Regions from separate parts of the Sus scrofa genome. Here region 1 is linked to region 2. Evidence: chromatin contacts called from public Hi-C data. All regions are on one chromosome and are shown on one strand. Each heading gives the region's core, a stretch centred on a gene start, on an enhancer-like site or on the middle of the called end of the contact. The rest is flanking DNA. Distances are from core to core; before and after follow the strand shown.

The links. A called contact is a pair of places that touch in the nucleus more often than the background predicts.
Region 1: a Hi-C map of embryonic fibroblasts shows a contact between it and region 2, with 2.1 times the contacts expected there. The contact joins two enhancer-like sites. A contact is called at or near these places in 2 of 47 Hi-C or Micro-C datasets (embryonic fibroblasts and omental adipose tissue).

What each region holds. Positions count from the first base shown.
Region 1 is chr12:45,929,303-45,933,789 of Sscrofa11.1, forward strand. The region is part of intron 3 of SSH2 (protein phosphatase Slingshot homolog 2); the gene reads right to left. Among named protein-coding and RNA genes, the nearest start is that of CORO6, 120 kb to the left of the region's middle. Within about 2 kb of position 2,754, at least 69 of the 83 cell types and tissues checked have an H3K27ac peak or open chromatin away from gene starts, as enhancers often do. A contact at or near this core is called in embryonic fibroblasts, where this site is marked.
Region 2 is chr12:45,572,944-45,576,947 of Sscrofa11.1, forward strand. All of the region lies in intron 2 of LOC102161554 (a long non-coding RNA gene), which reads left to right. Among named protein-coding and RNA genes, the nearest start is that of TAOK1, 22 kb to the right of the region's middle. Within about 2 kb of position 1,603, at least 30 of the 83 cell types and tissues checked have an H3K27ac peak or open chromatin away from gene starts, as enhancers often do. A contact at or near this core is called in embryonic fibroblasts, where this site is marked.

The sequences.
Region 1 (4,487 bases), core at 1,504-4,003, 360 kb after region 2:
AATGACCTTGCAACTATCAAGACAGAATATCATCCTCATAGTAGTTAAAAGTACTGGCCTAGGAAACAGTTCTGGATTCTAAGGACAGTTTTATCATTTACTAGCTATGTGGTCTTGAGTGATTACTTGACTTCGCTAAGTCTCAGCTTCATTATGTGTCAATAGAAGAAATTAGTTCATTTCATACTGTTGCTGTGACAGTTAAATGAGATAATAATACACATTAAACTCTTAGCACAGTGACAAACGGTCAATAAATGGCAGCTATTAGTTATTGCTTAATTTCAAATACTCACGTTTCTGTGCAGAAATTTATAGTTTGTAAATTACCACATACATAATCTCTTACGATCTTCTGGGGTCAGTATACGGTTTAAGAAACTGAAGTCAAATGACTTACCCAAAGATGTTAATTAGTGGGAAAAGAAATTCTGTACTTGCTTGACTACACAAGGAAGAAGAATTCAAAACTCCTTTCCCCCCATAAAGCCTAGAAGCTCTGCCTTTTAAATTTTGTTTAATCTTTTATTTAAACTGTAGTTAAATATATAAAAGTTGCTATCTTAGCCATTTTAAGTGTACAGTTCAGTGCCATTAAACACATCCACACCATGCTGTGCAACCATCACGACCACCCATCCCTATAACTTTTTCTTCTTCCTCAAATGAAACTCTGCACCCATTAAACACAATCTTCCTAGTCCCCTCTTCCAACTCCTGGCAACCAGACTACTGTAGTTCCCCCGCATAAGTGGAATCATACAATATTTGTACCATCACTGGCTTTTTTTTCACTTAGAAGCATGTCTACAAAGTTTATCTGTATTATGGCAAATGTCAGGATTCCCCCCCCCTTTTTTTTGTTTTTGTGGTTTTTTTTTTGCTTTTTAGGTCCACAGATGCAGCATATGGAACTTCCCAGGTTAGGGGCCAAAACAGAGTTACAGCTGCTGGCCTATACCACAGCCACAGCAACACAGGATCTGAGCAGTGTCTGCAACCTACATTGCAGCTCAGGGCAACACCCGATCTTTAACCTAAGGAGCGAAGCCAGAGATTGAACCCACATACTCATGGATACTAGTTGGATTCTTTTCTGCTGGGCCACAACGGGAACTCCAGATTGCTTTCCTTTTTAAGGCTGAATAATATTCAGTTGTATTATATACCACATTCTGTTTATCCATGTATCCACTAATAGACATGTGGGTTGCTTCCAGTACTTTATTTTTTAAAGCATTGTTAACACTTATTTAGACACTGGTTATCCATTTTCAGTATTTTTTTTTTTTTAGGTGCACCACCATAAATCAACACAAAGGAAAAAAGCTGAAATGCAAATGAATCTGATTTGGTAAGAGAACAAACCATTAATTAAAATAATAAATTTGATTTAACATTATCTATAAATAACTTTACACATTACTCTGAGGACATTTAATAAGAGAGGATGGAAAGTTTCTATTGGACATTAAACTAAAAAGTACATCAGGCTTGCCCTGGGAGGAAGAGAGAAGTTGCTTAAGGGCCAGGAGTCTGGGAAAACCTCAGAAGGTGACTCTCCTTGAAGCTACTCAGAGTGTGAGTGGTAATACAATTCAAAGACCAAACTGCTGGTTATCTAAAAGTAACCCTAAACTATTCAACTAGTTTAAGGATGCAACTTGAATAGATGGGAGTACCTCCACTTCGCCCTTTATAACTGCGATTTGAGATTAACCACAAGCTTCAGCACACGGTTCTCAGAAAAATAGCTAAACCACAATAGCAAGGAAGAACACCTCTAGAAACTTTGAAAACAGTGATTAAAGATACAACTGAATCTTGCACTTTAGCGATTGAAGGCTTGGGTTGTGAGCACGCACTACTACAGACGAAGACTGAAAAAGAACCAAACTATTAACATCCAGGTTTCTGAAATAATTCCAGGCTACAACCAGGGGGTGTCAAGAATGGACTGCCTTTCTTTGTATGCACGGTTTACAACCGAAGCCTATGGTCACAGGCAATCTTATTTGAAACAAAAAACTAAAATGACAAACACGGGAGCCTGAGCACCAGCAGGACCCGCAAGGGAGTCCCATGGTTTCCGGCCGGCGGTTCTGAGGCTACTGACCGCCCTTCAGCCCGAGTGCCCCGAAAGGCATACTGCTGTCACTCGGTCATCACCGACAACTTCCTTGGGGCGACCTCACTTTTCAGTCTCTCAAAGTTTACCACAAGTTCTCGCAAAGGATTCTTCTGTCCATCTTCACCCTCGGACTACACCTCCACCCCACTGTGCCCCCGGATGCCCCGAGACCTGCAAGCACGCAGGGTAAGACTTCGCCCTCGCTTGCTTGCTCCCAGCCGCTGGGGAAAGCGGCTGCTGAAAAGCAAACTTCCCGAGTTGCGGAAGGCAGGAGGGCGCGCGGCGCACTCACAGCTGGTTGATGGCGTTCTGCGAGATGACCGCGTTGGCGGAGAAGTAGGGGATCATGTCCGGGCCACCGAGGCTGCAGGTGCAGGCGGGGGGCGCCTTCCTCTTGCGGACCAACGTGCTCAGGGTCATGGAGCTGGCTCACGGCGCACAGCTCCGCATCCTGGCCCCCCGCCCGGCTCGGGCACAAGGCGCTCGCGTTGAACTCGGCGGGACTGGAGGCGCGGACAACGCGGGATCCCGGCGGCGGAACTGAGTCCGCCGGGTGGCGCGGAGGCAGCCGCCGCAGCCCTGGGGCTCGGCTCCGGAGTCCCGGCGGCTGGGCGCTACCAGAAGCCCGCCCCTACTCACGTCCGGGGCGGGGTGGGGCGGGTCCTACGAGGCTGGAGGGTCGGCCCTGCCGGCGCCCCGCCCCGGAGCTCCTAGCACCCACCAGATCCCGCTACCGCGTGCGGGCCTGGGGAGCATGGGTGGGCCGCAAGCCGCGCCTGGAGTAACGCGAGCCGGGGGTCGGGGGAAAGGCTCACATTTCTTTAGAACGTTTGAACAGAAAGGTCCTGCCTCTTAGTTGGCTTTGTTTGAACCTCAAACAAACGTTATTTTTTCAAATGATCTTAAAACTTTAAAAGGCTGTACACCCACAAAATGCATGGCTTCCTATGTGCCATGGGCTAGGAGAATGCAGAAATTAACCGGATTTTTTGTTGTTGTTTAAAGCAAAAGAGTTGAGGTTATGATGGGGAAAAAAAAAATCTATCTACACTGTTGATAACATCTGCTATCCTTGTAAGTAAATTCACGAGGGCTTTCCTAACCAAGGATTCACAGCCTTAACCACACATACGAGTCACCTGTAGAGATGTAAAGACTCCCAATGCCCATCTGCACCCTGGACTAACCAATCAAGTCGGAATTTCTTAAAGCTGAGATCTAGAAAGCAGTTTTTTTCAAAGCTCCACAGTGATTCCAGTGTGCAGCAATGGTCGAGATCACCGTGCCAAATGATCTAGAGAGAGACAGGATGGAGAGACTATATCCTCACTGTACAGATGTGGAAACATTTAGAGTAATGAATGTTGATGAACTCACTTGTAAGTGATGTCACTTAGATAGGACTCCTGCTGTATGTAGGGCTTTCCCCACCAAACCCTATTCCCTGGTGCTTTCATGAGTTTAAGCCTTAATGATTTTCGCAACAACTCAATGAGAAGAGCCTTCCACTTGACCTGGGACCAGCTCTCGGTAAAATGAGAATCTCATTTCTCTCTCTCCTACAAACTATGCAGTGGCTTACAAAAGGAACTGCTTCCCCCGCCCCAGGCACCCCCCCACAGGCACTCAGTAAAGGTTAGCTCCCTTATCTTTTGTCCTTCCTGTCTCATCAGAATAAATATTTTCAGGCATCAGTATTTTTAGCTTTTGTGAATACTTCACTAAAACATTAATATAAAGTTGCTTTAGGTATTCTAGAGCCAAAATTAGTAATTTAAAAAAGCAACTTCAGGAATTCCCTTTGTGGCTCAGCTGTTAAGGAACCTGACTAGGATCCATGAGGATTGGGGTTCGATCCCTGGTGTCCCTCATTGGGTTAAGGATCCGGTGTTGCTGTGAGCTGTGGTGTAGGTCGCATAGGCAGCTGAATCCCCCATTGCTGTGGTGTAGGCCAGCAGCTACAGCTCTGATTCGACCCCTAGCCTGGGAACCTCCATATGCTGCAGGTGCAGCCATAAAAGAGCATTAAAAAAAAAAAAAAAAAAAAAAAAAAGCAACTTCACTATTATAAGATATCATGAGAAAAGATTAGAAGAGAACTATAAGAGAAAAGAGGCAAAAATGAGGAAGAATTCACTTTACTTACTCCTCACCACAGGCTAGAATCAAGAAGAAATAAATCTTTGTTTTATATAAATTTTCAGATCTCTGTTCCTATTGAGTTTGGCAATTTTCAAACTACTAGTAATGAAATAATCTAAACTATAAATTCTGTCTAAACCCAGAATCACTTTTTGTTAGTTGATCCTTCCAGAAAACTTAAAGTTGTTGCCAAGGCAATGAGGGGCTTGAAATA
Region 2 (4,004 bases), core at 353-2,852:
TCCAGGACTCAGAGAGCTATACAAATACCTAGCTAGCTCAGTCACCCACTGGTGTGCACATGTAATTCGATGCAAACATATGCAAAGATATTTACATGCCCATTGTTGCCAGTTCTGCATTTCCTGGCATTTCTATCTGGAACTGGCGGTGCTGTTCTAGCACCGTGACATTAGTGGAAATGGGTGGAGGAGCACCTACTCAACCAGCATGAGTGCTCTAATGTAAAGGGTGAGGTGTTATTGCAAAGAGCACAACGCTGTCTCTAACTTGCCCTAGGACCCTGGATAAGTCATTGAACTGAGTCTTTGGGCCTCAATTTCCTCATCTGTAAAATGAGAGTGCTGGCTCAGTTCTAGAATCTTCTGAATCGAAGCAGCCCCCAAGCTGACTACCTTGTATAGCAGCTCTATACAAACACTCTTGCCCCCATGGCAACGGCCACTCAGCTCTCAGCAGCACTGGTATGCTGCTCCACTCTAGCCAGCAGTAGTATTTCCATCGAAAATTCCTGGGTGAATAGAGGGCTTGAACGGGGGAGGGTTCTGTCGGTCAGAAATCTTAAAGGCTCTGCTTTAAAAGAAATTCTGGAATACTTGTGGGTGCTCCATCAGAAAAACAGCACCAGTGTTTAGTTCACAAAATCACCCTTTTAGTAGGTAAAGGAGTGTCTTAGCTGAGATGAGATTTAAAAGGTCTCTTTGCCCTTAAGTGCTGAGTCAGTGATTGGAGGAGAGTGTGGCCCAAGTTCATTAGCATTGGCGAGAACGTCAAAGGAACATTGCCAGAGGATGTTGAATCAATCTGGATTTTTGAGAAGCGATTCCAGTATTTAATTCCAAGATCCATAGACTTGGATATGACTTTCATTAAGACAGACATTATCAGAACTCCATCTTAGAAGCACAGGGAACCTGGGGCAGAGGGACAAGAATTAAGTTTTGAGAGAAAGGTAACAACTCTTTTCAAGGAAAACAGGATATGTCTTTGAGGAGACTAGCCTATTTCTACTCTACTCTCTATTTTCGAGCCTTTGAAAAGTTGTTCTCCTGAGTCAGTTAACTGGTAATTGTGATGATGACAATGCTGAATTCACGGAGCGTTTTCCTCCTCCACATTGCTTCCTTTAATTTGAGTCCTAGAGTAGAAGGGGGCACTATCTCTTTACAACTCGGTTGTAAATGAAGCAGAAACTCAGTAAGATACCAAGTTTAAAGAATTGACTGCCCGAGAGGGAGTAGTTCCAGGAAAAATGCAATGCGCACTTCACTAGGTCTCCACCTGAGGGCAGCAGTGTTCGCTTTTGCTGCCTCCTTAGGGCTGCCTCCTTAGGGCTGCCTCCTGAGAGATCTGCCATTGCAAGGGCATTGAAGAGAGGAAGAGTGTGGAGGTGGGGGTGGGAGGTTGGAAACCAGGCTGGTGAGTGTGCTCAGCATAAGGCTTTCTATAATTTGAGCCAGAGCTGTGTCCATTGAGCCGGGGGAATCCTGGAATAAATGGATGGTCTCTGCTGAAAACTGTCTCAACAACAGGACAAGAGCGGTGACATCCCGGGCAAATCAAAGTAGGCTGCTCCTTGTAGCTGACGAGTTGGAACCTGCTATTTTTACTCTTGCCACTAGAGGGCAGAATATGAAAAGAAAATTTGAGCTTTATCACTCACTGGCTGTACAATCTGCAGGAACTGTAAATTTCAGAAAGGATAAATCTTGATCTTGCTAACATGCTTATCTGGTCAAGCCATTTCCCTGCTTACACATTTTCAATGGCTCCCTAAAGTCTCCAGAATAAAGTCTGAGCTGATGAGAATGGCATACAAAACCCTTTCTTAAATGTCTTTGGTCTTTCTTAACTGTTAGCCCCTTGCTCTGGACCTGAGCATGCACAACCTTAGGGGAAGTAGTGAAGTGGAAAGGTTGAGGGTGATAAAGCCACTACAAGACAATAGGTCATCCCAGACTTCCTCTTTTCCATCCCTCTCACATTCAATTCTACTACTTCTCTCTCTATTCTCTTAAACTTTGTGAGGGCAGGACCCCATCTACCTTGTTCATCTTTACATCCCTGGTGCCTGGTACTCTTAGTGGGAGCTTATTAAATGTGTATTGACCAGAGTAATAAAAGAATGGATACATTCTTTTCACCGTTACCACCTTGGTCCAGCTCTCTACCTCTCACTTGGTCTGCAATAGGAACCCAAAGGGCCTCCCTGCGTCCCCCTTTATTCCCTAGAATCTGTTCTATACTCTGCAACCAGAGTGATCTTTCTGAAGGACAAATTTGTTTAAAATCCTTCAAGGGTGGGAGTTCCCACTATGGCACCGCGGGTTAAGGATCTAGGGTTGTCTCCGGGAAGGTGTGGATTTGATCCTGTGGTGCAGATCACAGATGCAGCTCAGATTCAGTCCCTGGCCAAGGAACTTCCATATGCTGCAGGTGTGGCCAAAAAAGAAAAAAAATCCTTCAAGGGCTTCCTATTGCTTTTTGTTTTGTTTTTTTGCCTTTTTTTAAATTTATTACTCAGATGAATTTATCACATCTGTAGTTGTATAATGATCACAACAATCCAATTTCACAGGATTTCCATCCCACAACCCAAGCACATCCCCCCACCCCCAAAACTGTCTCCTCCAGAGACCATAAGTTTTTCAATGTCTGTGAGTCAGCATCTGTTCTACAAAGAAATTCAGTCTGTCCTTTTTTCAGATTCCACATGTCAGTGAAAGCATTAATGTTGGTGTCTCATTGTATGGCTGACTTCACTTAGCATGATAATTTCTAGGTCCATCCATGTTGCTAAAAATGCCAGTATTTCATTCCTTTTAATGGTTGATTAATATTCCATTGTGCATGTGTATTTTTTTTTTTTTTTTTTTTTTTTTGTCTTCTTGCCATTTCTTGGGCCGCTCCCATGGCATATGGAGGTTCCCAGGCTAGGGGTCGAATCGGAGCTGTAGCCACCCGCCTACACCGGAGCCACAGGAACGCGGGATCTGAACCGCGTCTGCAACCTACACCACAGCTCACGGCAATGCCGGATCGTTAACCCACTGAGCAAGGCCAGGGACCGAACCCGCAACCTCATGGTTCCTAGTCGGATTCGTTAACCACTGCACCACGACGGGAACTCCATATGTACTCTTTTTTGTTTTGTTTTGTTTTTTGTCTTTCTGTCTTTTGTAGGGCTGCATCCATGGCACATGAAGGTTCCCAGGCCAGGGGTCTAATCGGAGCTGTAGCCGCCAGCCTACGCCAGAGCCACAGCAACACCAGATCTGAGCCGTGTCTTCGACCTACACCACAGCTTACGGCAATGCTGAATCCTTAACCCACTGAGCAAGGCCAGGGATTGAACCTGCAACCTCATGGTTCCTAGTTGGATTCGTTAACCACTGAGCCATGACAGGAAGTCCTTCCTATTGCTCTTAAAATAAAAAATGGTAATCCTTAATACAGCCACAAAGTATAATTTAGCAGTCTGGGCAGTTGCTAGTTAAGTGATCATAAGAAAGTTACTAAATCTCACCAAGTCCTGGTTTCCTCCTCTAAAAAATGTAAACAATAATTATTCCTAATTATTCCTAATAATAATTCATAGGGTTGTTGGGAGGACTAAATAAGCCAATATGTAAATATTAAATGCCCAGCACAGTGTCAGTTCTGTGTTGATAAATGGTAAGTACAGTTATTAGGTCCTGAATAATGTAGTTGCTGCTTGTACCTTACTATCCCCTCTCATTTTCTGGCAGCCTCATTAAGCTGCTTTCAGATCCTAGAATGTGCTATGCTCTTTTTATTCCCCTTCCTCTATCTGGTCCCAATGTAGAGTTTACTTTCTCTAAGAAAGCTTTCTTTTCTTTTCTTCTCCTTTCTTTCTTTTTTGCTTTTTAGGGCCGCACCTGGGGTATATGGAAGTTCCCAGGCTAGGGGTTGAATCAGAGTTACAGCTGGTGGCCTACACCACAGCAATAGCAACTCAGGATCTGTGACTGCCAAATACATCACA